Regions from separate parts of the Mus musculus genome. Here region 2 is linked to region 1. A link is a contact called in public promoter capture Hi-C data. All regions are on one chromosome and are shown on one strand. The core of a region is the stretch at or near the end of the contact, and the rest is flanking DNA. Distances in the headings are between cores, read along the strand shown. Region 1 holds the start of Tug1 (taurine upregulated gene 1). Region 2 holds the start of Pno1 (partner of NOB1 homolog).

The links. Promoter capture Hi-C pulls out the DNA fragments that hold promoters and counts their contacts.
Region 2: a contact with region 1 is called in a promoter capture Hi-C map of pre-B cells. The contact joins the promoter of Pno1 here to the promoter of Tug1 in region 1. A contact is called at or near these places in 1 of 39 promoter capture datasets (pre-B cells) and 1 of 484 Hi-C or Micro-C datasets (B cells).

Annotation. Positions count from the first base shown.
Region 1 is chr11:3,645,371-3,652,684 of GRCm38.p6, forward strand. Tug1 (taurine upregulated gene 1) reads right to left here and starts at 3,444. Exons shown (of 4, transcript NR_002321.2): 1 at 3,383-3,444; 2 at 1,187-1,708; 3 at 1-153. Morc2a (microrchidia 2A) reads left to right here and starts at 4,067. Exons shown (of 27, transcript NM_001159288.2): 1 at 4,067-4,776; 2 at 4,938-5,077. The coding sequence starts at 5,010.
Region 2 is chr11:17,207,766-17,215,079 of GRCm38.p6, forward strand. It overlaps Pno1 (partner of NOB1 homolog), which reads right to left and starts at 3,824. Exons shown (of 7, transcript NM_025443.2): 1 at 3,548-3,824; 2 at 3,223-3,372; 3 at 1,546-1,629; 4 at 1,312-1,372; 5 at 1,024-1,141. The coding sequence starts at 3,742. It overlaps Wdr92 (WD repeat domain 92), which reads left to right and starts at 4,128. Exons shown (of 8, transcript NM_178909.4): 1 at 4,128-4,381. The coding sequence starts at 4,199.

The sequences.
Region 1 (7,314 bases), core at 2,194-4,693:
AGTGGTCCACTGGAATGGTGTCTTCTTCAGTAGTAAGGTGGAAGGAATCACCATGGACAAAAATCCAAGTACCAGGTCTGTAGGCTGATGGAGTAGCAGAAGGAAGGTCATTGGCAGGTCCAGGTGAACATTCAGCAATCAGGAGGCACGGGACTAGAAGGGGCAGGGAAAAAACAGGTAAGGTAACAAACACATGGAATTATAAACAGAGGAGTCTAACACTGGGATGGGGGTCTGCTGTCAGCATATCTACTGTGTGATAGGTATTCACAAGCCTGGCTTAGATGGTGATAAGAGAAATTGCTAAAAGAGAGGATTTGCAAAAGAGTAAAAGCTGGATGAACAAATGCAAAAAGTTCCCTGGCAAAGTTAACTGTCTCAGGGATGCAACAAATAGAAAATGCCTTAAGAGTGCTACACCGGGGCATTAATGTGTGCTCATATATATATATCATAATGGGGGTTTCTAGTCCTACAACTATTAGGTTGGACATTATAGTTGGTAGGGAGGAAAAGTTTTCACAATTGGCACACACACAAAAAAATGATATCTAGGTAATATATTAATTTTTCCTTTAACTTTCCTGGTGCCATCTTAATGCTCTTGTCCTTTAAACACTGCCCTAACTTTTACATTAACAAGTTCTATTTTGAGCAAGACAGTATATTGCCTTGGTTGGTCCCCATTCTCAACTATAACAATTTGATTCAGTTTCTTTTTAGGTCATACGGTTTCCTAGTTTTTTTTTTTTTTTTTTAAATCTAGGATTAAGAAAACATGAAATCTAATCAACTCATATATCTAGAGTAATGTTAATTATAATGTAGCAATTATACATACACTGAGGATTAAGGGTCCCTGCTTTTCAAAAGGCTTCACTAGAAATGATGGTATTTTTGGGCAAAGATACATAAAACCAAGACTCTTTCAGTGTTTGCTATATGGAAAACAAACAAACAAATAACCAAATGCATGTGATGAACCAGACTCTGCATATAAGAGATTAAAGTTATCCTAAAGATGTTCTTTTTAATATTAAGAGAGTTACAGGGTTAGAGAGCATCTTAGTTTTATGAAATTGCAGAGATCTGCCAGGTGAAGAATCACAGAAGTGCATTTCCAGGGTAGAGAGTATGAATAGCAAAAGTGCAGAAATGAAAAGGCATTTTGGAAAATGGCAAGTACCGTAGTTCACTTTGGATGGAGTGTTGTCAGTTTGCACTGAGGTTCTGGACAGAAACTTGGATCTTCAAGTTCCCAGTGACAGTGCTGGTGGCAGTGCTTGGTGAGTCGTGTCTCTCTTTTCTCACGGCAAGATCAACAGTTCCAAAATTGAATACAAAACGTCCACCTCCAGAGTTCCTGTCATATCTTGACAAGCTCTTCTGGGTCACAGGTCCAGTTCTTGAAAATCTGGGAGCCTGGAGTCCATGGTGGCAGCTACACTGAAAATGGAATCCACTCCAACTACTGCATGTACTTTATGAACCTCCAATCCTGGACATCTGTGTTTTGTCATGGAATTTCAAGCTTTTAAGTTCCAGTTGATTTTATTTTTTCTCCTTCTCCAGAGGAAAGCCTTTTAACACCACAGTCTTAAAGAGTCTTTTGAGGTACATCCAGATTTAATTACAAAAGAGCTAAGACCAACAGAGTTTTTCTTCAAAACAGTCATTTCTCTTGAAAGGAAACCATTTGTCTCTGGCCCTTTGGTAAAGGGAATAAGTCAACTTATTTTTTTAGACATTTGAATAAAATATCAGAATTGGTAACATCTAATCATACAAAATACACTTAAATATGTTTGTGTTCACTTGCTTAGAGAGCTGTACCACTTAATAAGCACCACTCCACAAAACAAAAATGTTTGAAACCCAACTGTTCAAACATTTTAATAGTGTTTGCTGGATAATGGCCTGGAATTTGATAAAAGCAGCTGACAATAAACAAACAAACAAACGGCATTTTGGCCATTCAGTCTCACATTTGCAAGCAATTAGAATACAAGGCTGGTTAGGAAAAAGTTAAGCTTCAAAATGATTCCAAATATCTGATTTTGTGTCCCAGCCAGAGTCCAACAAAGTTTTTTCAAAAACTTTAGCCTTCAATTTAAAAAACAAAACAAAAAACCCCCCCAAAAAAAAAAAAAAAAAAAAAAAAAAAAAAACCCCAAACATTTTCAGGAATCCAACGCCTGGTTCAGTCTGTTCCAAGTAGCCCTCTTGCTAAAAATCCATGTGCACTATTAACTGGTTTTGGCAGCACCATTTAAAAATAATCCTGTTCACTATCAACCACGAAAACCAGGGATATAAAATAGGAGCAAATAATGGGTGTCAATCATGGTTGTAAAAAAATAGTTAACGAGAGAAAAGTAGTCAGGCACCAGTACGAGCAGCAGAAAACAATCGCTGGGCCAGAGATTACACTTCTTGTTACTCGAGGACACATTCACTCCTAATTGTAGCTGCTTTCTAGTGGGTGCCATTGTACCATAGGCATCAGCCACCCTTCAGGCACCCTATGGTGAAAGGAAAGGGCTTTGACTAAAAGCCAAGCAGTGAAGTGATGGTACCTGAAACAGCCATTATGCAGTAAGAAGCAGCTCACATATACCAGGGACTCAAATGGGGGCTTCATATTGGTTGTGAAGGGTCCCAGATGACATGTAGGCCTCAGTTTCCTCCCGGTGGCAAAAACTGTTCTAAACTCTTCTGGGTCATAGCCCCCTTTGAAAACTCGCTACTGAAGGATCTACTCATCCCCCTAGAAAACACTTTCCCACGTGTTTCTGTACAGAAGAAGTTCAGGGAACCTTCCCATCTCCAACTCCAATAAAAGGTTCCCGAATTTAATTTCAGGGAATGAGCAATTGTTATGACTTCTTGCAACTCAAAGGAAAAAAAAACAATAATCATCTTTCTGTAAACCGACACTTTTGAAGAGAGCTTCCAATTCCATACACACACTGATAGGCAGAGGAGGAAACTGAGGCGCAGACAGATTACAGAGTGACTTGCCTAAGGTCACTCGGCCAGCGAGTGGCTAGGCCCGGAAGCAAACCCAGATCTTCCGACTCCGGAGCTCGAATCCCCACCCCGGAGCTGCCGCCAGCGCTCTCGCTCCCCACTAAGGTGGCATAAGTAGGAAAAGGCAAAGGAGGAAGCCCACCACCAACCATCCTCCAGCTCCCTCTTGACCCTCCAACTGGGTCCTAGCAGGCCCCGAGGGGTGGCGCCAGGCCTCCAGGCCAGCCCCGGCCACCCCAGCTTCCCCCGCCGCCTCCCCGGGAGCGGGGCGGAGTTGCCCGCCGCCGCCAACCACCCGGACGACCCCTCGTCGGATCGCAAAAGCATAGGCCGCCGCCCGAGTTCTGCGTACGAGAAGAAAGACGCGGCGCGAGCGCCAACGGCCACCGGGCGCGCGCCGCGGCGGCCGGGCCTGCGCCCCAAGAGCTGGATGCCAGAGCAGGAGAAAGAGCCGCCAACCGATCGCTCGATCGACCGCACGCCCGCTCCTTCGCCCTACCAGACCGGGGAGGGGGGGAGGGCGCGCCAGGGCTTCTTCGAGTTAGGGGCCTGACTCCCCGGCGACAAGACAAGATGGCTCCTCCGCTCTGCTCTGCAGCTACCGTCCCGGCTGCGTCTCTCGGCCCGCCCCCGGTACTGTTCCTTTAAATGGCCGAGAGGGGTCAGGAAAGCAGGAAGAGAGGCGCGCGCCCTCACGTGATGGGGGCGGACCGGCCAAACAAGATCCGGTCACGTGGACCGACGTCGCTCGCCAATCAGAAGGTGGAGTCTCAGGGCGGGGGCGGGAAGACTTCGAGCTCTGTGATTGGCCGAAGGTGCGCTGGAGGCCTCGGCGGCCGGGCCGTCGGGAGTGAGCGAGGTGATTCGCGCTGCGTGCGCTTACGGAGACAAAGCGGTGGCTGAGGTAGCGGTGGCGCGGGCAGCACCGGCCGCAAAGCCGTACTGAACGCTGAATCTCGTGACGCCCAGCCTGTCATCGTCTGTTGAGGCGCGGCGTGTCGTGTCGTGTCGCGGCGCGGGCGGGCGGCGGCGGCGGCGGCGGCAGCGGCAGCGGAGGCAGCACATGGTTCCAAGAGCGCGCTGCGGTGGTTGAGTTCCAATTCCACGGGGAGGGACAAAGGCATCTGCGAGCTGCAGGCAACGCCCGATCGGATCTGGTGGTGCACTCGCCACTTTCCTCTGTTCTCCCAGGCTCTGGGACTAACTCCTGTCTGTCGGTAGCGAGGAGGTGGCCACAGGACCCAGGCCTGGGAAGGCCCGAGGGCCCGAGGCCATCTTCTGAAGGGTGTGGGGGAAGGGCGCACCTGAGGTGATTCGGGAGGGTAGGTTGTGAGGTGTTTCTGTGGGCCACTGTGAGTAATTTCACCCACAACCTGTGGTGATTGTGGCATAATAGCAAGCTGTGTTTGGGCGGGGTTTGGGAAAAGAAATCTGTCAGTCAGCACCAAGGACCTTTCTGTTGGAAAGCGGTGAAGCCAGAAGTAGCCTCCACTCCACTGCACTGTCCAGTAGAGCACTCTTTTGAGGAGCCTGGTGTCTTCGGTGGTGACAAAGTCTTCGGTGGTAATGAAGTAGGTGAACCGTCAGAAGTAGGTCAATTTCCTGAATTTAGGAGAACAGAAAAGGACTTGAACGTGAAGTTGAAGCTGTAAACCTCCAAGTTTGAAGACCATTCAGAACCGTTCACTTTTGATGTGCGTCGGAATTGTGTGAAGAAAGCTTGACCCCCCGGAGCACTTAAGGACAGTAGGTTTCGAATATAGTTCTTTCCAAAGTATTACATCAGAGTCATTGAAATACTTAAATCACTCGCAGTTTTAAATATCTGCCTGTATTTTGAATAGATACTAGGGAAATTTTTTTTTTATGTGTCACTAAGAAGCACAAATTTACCCTTTACTGATCAGAATCCTGGGGAAATCGATTTCACTATATGTACTTTCCTGTTAACCGGCAAAGACTGAAGACTCATTGCTGTCATGGCCTTCACCAATTACAGCAGTCTCAACCGAGCTCAACTAACCTTTGAATATCTCCACACAAATTCGTAAGTATCTTGTTAGGTGCCACTGAGGTAACCAGTAACTCCTCCTTGATGTTAATATGGAAATCCTTTCTCCAGAAAATTTTGCTTTTTTATTCTTTGGCTTGTGTCATTGGAGTAAGATGTATCACTGGATGTCTTGAGCTCTGTATTGAAGAACTGAGATCAGTGAATTATTTGTTGGTAATCTAGAAGAAAATGATTTCACTTACTGGATCAAAAATTTCAAAATACAAACTTTATATCATATTGAGTTGTTTCATCCAAGTGTTTAATAGGAATCCAGCAAAACTGCTCTTTGGATCATCAAAATTTGGACCATCTAGTATCAACTGTTGCACATCTTTAGTAACATCCTAGACAATTGGGTTTATAACAAGTGTTTCTAACAACAGCAACAACCACAAGATGATGATGACAAAAATGACCAACTTGGAAGAAGAAAGCATTTGTTAATTTTCAGCAAACAATTGGTTTTGTCATTTTGGCAAATTGGCTGTAAATCCAATGTAGTTTATATATGCTAAGGAAGAGTGGAAGTTTCTTTAAAGGCCTTGATTTAGGTAGTCTTTTTCCAAAGTATGTGAAATCACAGAAGGATGCTGTGTTCATGGTCTTGAGTAAGTGAAGAGATTAACATCATTACCATTTGGTATGGAATATTTTAGGGTTTGTGTATTTGTTTAGTTAATTAGTTTGGAAACAGGGTCTTTCTACCTAGCCCAGCCAGGCCTGAACCAGACCAGGCTAGTCTGGAACTCAGAGATCTGCCTGCCTCTGCCTCCTAAGTGCTAGAATTATAGGTGTGTGCCACCAAGCCCTTCATTAGGTTATCTTGCCAAAATCTAATCTTTCCATTCACCTCCTAAATGCTGGGATTATAGGTGTATGCTACCAAGCCCTTCATTAAGTTATCTTGTCGGAGTCTAATCTTTCAGTTCACCTGTTACTTTTGGGTTCAAGGTAAGTATTAGAGTATTTGGATAAGGAGGTAAAGAAAACCTAGATGAATAAATGGTCCAGTTAGAAAAAACATCTGCAGAGTAGAGACCATAGACTTCAGGTATCTCATAATAGTACAGTAATTTTCTAGTCTTTTGTGATTCCATGATACTTAAAAAAAACTTTTGAATAGTAAATTTTTCTGAGCAGTGATTTGTTCAATGCCAAGAGGTTTAATTTTGCATTATTTAGGAAGGTTTTTGGTTTGTTTGTTTCTTCCTTCCTTTCTTTTAATTGAGGTAGATCACAGAGAGAGATGGTACCACAGAGATTACCTTGGATACAGATTATGAATCTGGAACCTAGGTCACTGATCAAAGATGCTAGCACAGCCTTTGGCCACACTTTCGATATTCTTTATATTTGAGCTACATATTAAGAATAAGCAGATGAAGAGACTTAAATGTTCATGGCTGCGTGTGTTCTATAAAGGGGTCAGATTTGAATTTTGACCTGGCAGAGCAAATTTGGAATTATAAATATACTGAAACTTGGATGACCCTGAACTGGCCTTCAAAAATCTGTCTTGTTCCAGCATCACTATAGACTTTGTGCAATAACAGTAATATCAGCAATTCATTGCTTCCACTACTTACTGTTTTAAATATAAAGTAATTTCTAAGACAAATCTATAGGTTTAGAATTATTCTTGTCTTGCATTTGAGAAACCCGAGGCTCAAAGAAATTAAAGGCTTACAGAGAGGCAGCTGGAGAGGCAAGTTAAAGGTATCCAGATTTAAGACAGTATGAAGCATTTGGCTACAGTGCTTAATTTTAACCTACTATTGACCATTACTTTGAAGGTTTTGTTTTTCTGTCTGTAAGGCAGAGAATTTAACTTCCTGATTTATTATTTTGGTTTATTTTATTAAACTTCTAAGTATAATTTCTCCCTTTGTTATTGTACACATTATTAACAGTTTATGAACATTGCCAAAGCAAGGAAGTAAACTGAGTTACTTGAATAAAGTGATGTTGGAAAATTTTCTGTGAATTTTATCCATGTTGAATTGAAATTAGTGCTTGCTTCAACATAGAAGGATTGGCATATCATTTTGGAAATTTTGGAATTTCTTACCTGGACCACAAATTTGAATTTTGAAATATTTCTACTATGAATGTGTCTTGTTTTACTTGAAGAAAACACTAACTGTACAACACCACAATGAGGGTGTTTTTCTTTTAGTCAGAGCTTAACTGTAGCCCAGGCTGGCTTTGAACCTCATACCCTCAACCTC
Region 2 (7,314 bases), core at 2,574-5,073, about 14 Mb after region 1:
CAGAACTATGATAATACATTTGGTTTCAAGTACAGGGCCATCAATATAATACAAAAGTTACCCTTAAGAATAAAAAATGTCTACATTAATGTAGCCTCGATAATGATCATTATAGCAAAATAGCATTAAGTAAAATCCTTATATCCTCTGTCAACTGCAATTTGCCATCCTCATATTCGATCAGCTCGAGGTTACCACCTATCTGACACCAACCTCCGAACAACTCAACCTCAGAGAGGTCCTCCCGGCTCTGCATCCTCATCTGAGCCTGCACCATCTTATTTATAGTCACATGCAACTGAAGGTTGTTCTTACCCAGCACGCAACACCTCCCCTTCCTATAAGGGTGTAGGTGTCCCCTACCTGAAATACAGATATGTATTCAAAAGGAGAGCTTCATGATGGCATCTCAAACACCCACGTCTTGTATTTCCCAAAATGACTTATCAGATTTGTCTAAAAGTAAAATCTCCCCTTGTAATAAATTATTTTAACAGTGATTCTAAATATTTCTTTTATTGCTGAGGAAAAACTGACTACTGACAAAGTCATCAGTCTTTCAAGGCTGGCGAGTATTCACCTAGAACCACATGCCCACAGAGCGCGAGTATTCACCTAGAACCAGAGCTCCAACAACAGGAGCACGGGCCGCACGCAGCATCATACAGCAGGGCCGCACGCAGTATCCCACAGCAGGGCCGCACGCAGCATCATACAGCAGGGCCGCACGCAGCATCATACAGCAGGGCCGCACGCAGCATCCCACAGTAGGGCCGCACGCAGCATCATACAGCAGGGCCGCACGCAGCATCATACAGCAGGGCCGCACGCAGCATCCCACAGTAGGGCCGCACGCAGCATCATACAGCAGGGGTGCTTCTTGACCAGACCGCACAAGGCTCCACATTCAATCCCAACAGAGGGAAGGAACGATAGAATACAGCAAATACAACAGCTATGACCTTTCTGAAACTAATAAGATCAAATATAAATTATGTCATTTCCCTAAGAACAGATACTTACACATCTGCCAGGACAATCCGTGTCCGTGTTACGTTCTCTATGGTAAATTTGGTTTTTCCTCCTTTGCCAGCAATTCTTCCTATTGCCCTTGACAGGTGGTCTCCTTTTAGGGGCTTAACTAAAGAAGAAAGACACGCCATCAGGTGGCTACTAACTTTTCCTACTAAGCCACACTAAATATACATTTTCTGAAGTATTAGTAATACAGCTCAATTGAAGCTGTCAGACAACAATCACAACACAATGCAATGAGAAACACAAAGGCTGACTGTTCACACATGTTCTCACCATCAGTTATTTCAAAAGACTCTAGGAAGAGGTCATCTAGTCGGATAAGGGCAAGTGCATCCTACAAGACAAAAGGAATGAAGGCCTTTTCAGGTCCACACCCGGCAGAAACAAGGATAGCATTTCAAAACTGAACTTCTCAGATGCTACAAAGAAAAGACGAAAAGTCTGGAAAATGACCCAACCATTGAAATGTCCACACTGAGTATCTGGAAGTCTCATGAGATCACTCACCTCCACCTGAAAGCCAAGAACAAAGGCTTTCACAAAGTCGGCCGCTTTTGTCAGGGCACTGACATCCTTGGTGTCTTTACAAGTCTGGAAAAAGTGGAGATATGGAGGTGATGAAAAGGAGAGCATTCTAACAAATACTAGAAATATTATTTCTATTATAATTTCCTTTACCATCAACCAACCTCACCCAGTATTGTAAGACCCCGTTTATATGGGATAAAGCACTCTCTTTAATTTGTACCAGAGACTACTCCCACTCCAAAGCTGGGCAGTTCTATGCACACTCTCAAGGCAGCCTCTCCTCAACAGGCCGGACATGTTGTGCCATAAAGGATCATTTCGATGCTGTTGTTTCCCAAATCAACAAGTCTAGTTCGGAATACTTACATGCCTGGTACTGAGGAAATCAGAATAGTTTAAGTAGGAATCTTATCTACAAGTAATCACTTGAACTGCAGAAACTACTGTTATTCATAGAATGCCCATCACCGTAATAATAATATGCTGTACACATCTAGCTCTAAGCTTCACTCTGACAACTTGAGTATTATATAGTGTAAACAAATGAGGAAATTAAGGCACTAAAAAAAATCAAACACAAATCTAATTTCTAAAATATCCCTTTGGGTCTCCCACACAGTCCATTTGAAGAGATTACACATTTGACAAATTTAGAAGCATACAGAAGTGTGTTCAGATTTTCACACCCAAAACCAGACCCCAGCAGGGCATGGCAGCACATGCCTTTAGGTCCCATACCCTTCAGATCTCTCCAAGTTCCAGGCTAGCTAGAGCTACAGAGTGAAGCCTAGTCTCAAAGAAAAAAAAAAGAAAGGAAGAAAGAAAGAAAAAAGAAAGAAAGAAAGAAAGAAAGAAAAAGAAAGAAAGAAAACAAAAATAAAACAAGAACAAAGCCACAAAGCCCCAGACTCTGGCTCTCACCCTATGTATGACTCTCGGCAAGTCCCATGAACATCTAGGATTTAAGTTTTCTCACCCCTGCCTAATCCTCCAGCACTCTCATGTCTATGGGTGTATATCATCTATGTCATACCTTAAGGAACAAATGATGTGGTATACGTTAAGCTATCACTGTGCATCTGATATATGGTATCAGCAAATACTAAGAACACAAACCAATGACCCTGCAGTAAACAAGGCAGCTAAAGTAGAACAGAAATGTATAAACTTCTGAAGAGAGCTTGAGTTCTCTTGAAAGCTGACTGGAACTGAAGTAAGAAGACAGCAGAGAAAGTGGCCTTCTCCAGAGACCAGAGCCACCAAAGATACTGGCAGGGGAAAAAAAAACCAAAAACAAAAAAAAACAAAAAAAAGGGAAACAAACACAACTGGGTCTCCTACTTGAAAGGCAGGCTTAGTCAAGTGTCTGGCCTTTATCCCTTAGGAATGCCGAGGAGGCTAGAATACCATAATAAAAGCATTGTGATATGGGAAAATTAATTTGGCACTGACACCGAAGATCTACTGAAAAAAAAATAAAGGAATTAATTTACATTTTTTTCTAAGTGGCACACGTTTCCTCCAAAAAGAGCACTTACACTGAAGAAAGTACCTACAATTACCACTTGTTTAGGCACTACCGTGTATCATTGTCTACTTTTATTAAGGCTGAAACTACGAAATGGTAGGCTACGAAATGGCTACCCTCTTCCTTACCCTGATTTCTACATTCCTTGATTTCAGGTTAAAGCGTATCTGAAGTCCCAAATGTTCTACAATCGGAGTAAATATCTTCATCCAGTTTTCTTTCAACGGTGTGTATCTGTTACCTGGGACGGGAATTTTCCTCGTTTCTTCTTTCCCAGTCTGCAATAAAAACATACACACTCAGGAGGCGACTGAGAGATGCGGGCCTAGGCGAAAAAACAAACAAACAAACAAACCCCCCAAAACAACAAAACAAAACAAAACCGAGAACCGACCCTTTCACCTGGACGCCCGGGCCCCGCCCCGCCCCGTCCCGTCCCGTCCTGATCCCCACCAGGAGCTGATCCCCGGAGAGCGGCGGGAAGACCGGCCTCTTCGCCGGCCGCGCCTCCTCCGTGTCCATGCGTCCGGCTTCTCCATCCTGTCCCGCCGCTGACGACTGCTCAGCCTGTCGTTTCTTCGCCCGGCGGCCCCCTCTGTGCGTGACGGGAGTAAAGCCGTCCTCCGTTCCGGTGCTTTGCGTCTCCATCTCGGCCAAGATCAATCCCGGCAAGTACGACTAGAGGAACACGTGCGTGGTTGTACAGCGCATGCGCCAGCCTCCACCAATCGATTTGAAGACACCACCCCTTTTCCTAGGCGGGGTCCATGCCAGGGGCCTAAGGCTGGATTGGTCCGCGTTTCGGAATTGCTGTCCTGGGATATGCCTGTTTGCTAATGTCTCCGTGCCCTCATACGCTCGCAGCCGAAGCATTCACAGTCTTTACTGTGTCTATGTAAAGTCGTTGTGGTAACGGCAGTAAATTAGCTTGTGCCATGTGTGGAGAAGCATCTGTTGCGGTCTCAGTAGCTCACACGGCATTTTCGGAGGCATCCAAGCCCAACTTGCTAAGGCTTCCGGGTAGAATGCGGCTAGGGAGGGACAAACTGCCCCTGATCTGTTTGCAGTCTGGTTACCAAGTTAGCGTTTGGTTGCATCTACACCATGTCCACCTTCGAGAAGCCTCAGATCATTGTCCACATTCAAAAGGGCCTCAACTACACAGTGTTCGACAGCAAATGGGTGCCCTGCAGTGCCAAATTCGTGACGATGGGCAACTTTGCCCGGGGCACCGGCGTTATCCAGGTGTACGAGATCCAGCGCGGGGACCTCAAGCTGCTGCGGGAGGTGGGTGCAGGCTTGGACCGTTTGGGTTTGCGTGATCTAGGGTCTGATTCCTCAATGCTCCAGCAGAAACAGAAAGGAGGTGACAGATTGAGAAATACTTCAAACTAGGCTCTCACTGCAGCCTCTTCCTCCCACCATCCTCCGTGCAGTCCGTTGCAAGGTTTCTGGGAAGTGAAGTTAACATTTCGTGGCAACGTTCTTGGACCTTATAGGCTGTTAGCAGTTGTCGTAGTCTACTAGTAGATATATGCAATAAACCCACATTTCATACAAGCAAAACCAAAGGAGGCACCGGGATACCTACAACAAAGTTGATGACGAACTAGTAAATACCACATCCTTTCAAGAAGTGTCAGTTCAATGCCTGATAGTCCCAGGCATGGGAATTGCAATGCCAGCTATATCATGGAGTTTATTTTCTGTTGGGGGAGACAGTCCAACAGCCAGACCAAGAATGCATACATACATGTAAACTCATCAAGATGAGTTTTCTAATGTGCAGGTCTATAAAAGTAAAAACAGATGCAGGACGAGTAGAAACTAACTAAAGCAAATTTAGAGTAGAGTATGAAGTTTCTTACAAAAAACAGCATGTGAGAAAGCTCAGTGATAATGGTGGAAGGTAGTTTATTATCTTTTTAAAAAAGAAAAACACGAGCTAGAAGTGGTGTTGCACACCTTTACTCACGGCAATCAAGAGAAAACAGCAGGAGAATTTCAGTTTGAAACCCTATCTGCAACAACCACAACCCCCGTAAAATAAAATAAAATACACATTCATAAGGGATAAGTAATGACCATTGCAAGATATGTAAGACATTCCACAGATTTGTCCTTCATTTTGCTTTAAGGAAAACAGGACACCACTGAAGGACTTTTAGGCGGATAATGCAAGACTAGATTACAGGTTTCGTATCCAGCTGCCAGTGAGCCAATTACAGAATGGGGACAATAATTGACATTTTCTTTATCCCTCCTTCCCTCCCTTCCTTTCTTCCTTTTGTGTGTGTGTGTGTGTGTGTTTTCTATGTTACTCAGCTGGCCTCAAACTGATAATCCTCAAACAAGGCTCTCAATGGGCTGGGGTTCAGGTCTCCTGCCACAGTGCTGAGTTGTGGCAAAGTAACAGTTTTATAGTTCGTTACAGTATTTAAAATGTTTCTATTTGAGTTGAATGGAACAAATTGCAGCCACACGGAGGTGTTGAGAGCTGATAAGAGGTTAGGGAAGGTAGAGGATAGATAAGCTTGCAGGGCAAGGTATGTGGAGCACAGTCCTTCCCTGAACTTTGCTGAGAGCCTGTTTTCCGGTTTAGTTCCTACTCTATAGCCAGGTATTGGACTTGGAGATTCTAAACATAGATTGATCCTTCCTGCCTTGCCTTATGTCCTTCATCTGTTGCTGGTCCAGTGGCCAGTTCAGATTATCTGATTTAGGAAGCCCCTTCTGATCTCTGCTCAAGGAACCTTTCAGTACATTCCACTCCTATAATACTGACCATCTGTGCCAGAAGTAAACAGTCTGTCTCATTTCTAGATAGTAAGCTGGAGAGCAAGGGCAGGGTCTTCTCCTGTTCTTTGTAAGGACCAGCCACTCAGTACACATTTATTAAAAGAATGGAGTCTGAATGAACTTGGAACTCAGTTTTAAATACTGGTGGAGGGATTGCCAGTCAGTGTGTGGGGTAAGGACTCTGAACACGGGAGACATTGGCCTAACAGAAACTTTAAAGTGAAACGTGAGGAGCAAATGCCAGTCAGCCCTCAGCCAGAAAGCTTGAATAGGCTTGTGGTCTTTTGCTTTCCCAAGAATTACAATTTTTTAATTCTGTTTAGTAATAGTTATTTGAAGTGAAATGGTTTTCATCTCTTCTAATTTCTGAAGAATCCTAGCAAAGTTTTATTTATTCATTTATTTATTCTTAGTGAAAGTAATATGTGTTTCTAAAAGAGCATGTAGGAAATGTAACTAGGGCTACAAAAGAAATTGTAATACGTAATCTGAACCACGGGGGCAACAACTTCGAAGGTCTACTTCCTCTCCATCCCACGAGTAATTACTGACGCTACCATCGAGGTACTGTGCTCCAAAATCCAAGTAAAATATTAGAAACAAAGCACCTCTCAGAATTTCATGTGGTATTTGTTTGGGCTTCAATAGAAAAGCATGTGGGTTAAATCGATAATCACTGGTTCTCACTGCATCAAGGTTTGTTCTTGTGTTTGGTTGCTAATGATGGTTATATACAAGATTTAAAATACCCATGCATTGTTCTGTAGAAATGTGGTCTTCTGCTAATTGATTTTAGTGGGTACCAGAGTTAAGAACTGTTGGGCCAGGTGGAATACTTATAGTTATAATGGATTACATCAAGACTTGCTCCAGCCAGGCGTGGTAGCGCTCACCTTTAATCCCAGCACTTGGGAGGCAGAGGCAGGTGGATTTCTGAGTTCGAGGCCAGCCTGGTGTACAGAGTGAGTTCCAGGACAGCCAGGGCTATACAGAGAAACCCTGTCTTGAAAACAAAACACATGTTGGCAGACGCCTTTAATCCCAGTACTCGGGAGGCAGAGGCAGGTGGATTTCTGAGTTCGAGGCCAGCCTGGTGTACAGAGTGAGTCCAGGACAGCCAGGGCTACACAGAGAAACCCTGTCTCAAAGGCTTGCTCCAAACCCTATGCACCCAAGAAAATATATACAAGGAGCAGATCAGCTACTGCCCATGTTGTGCTTTATCTTATTGCTAAAGAAGTGGATGGAAACAAAGGGAAGAAGGTTGGGCACTTTGGCATACACCTTTAATACCAGCACTCGGGCAGCAGAGGCTGGAAGATCTCTGTGAGTTTGATACCAGCCTGGTTCACATAGCTCCAAAGTAGCCAGAGCTACATTGTGAAATCTTATCTCAAAAACCAACCAACCAACCAACCAAA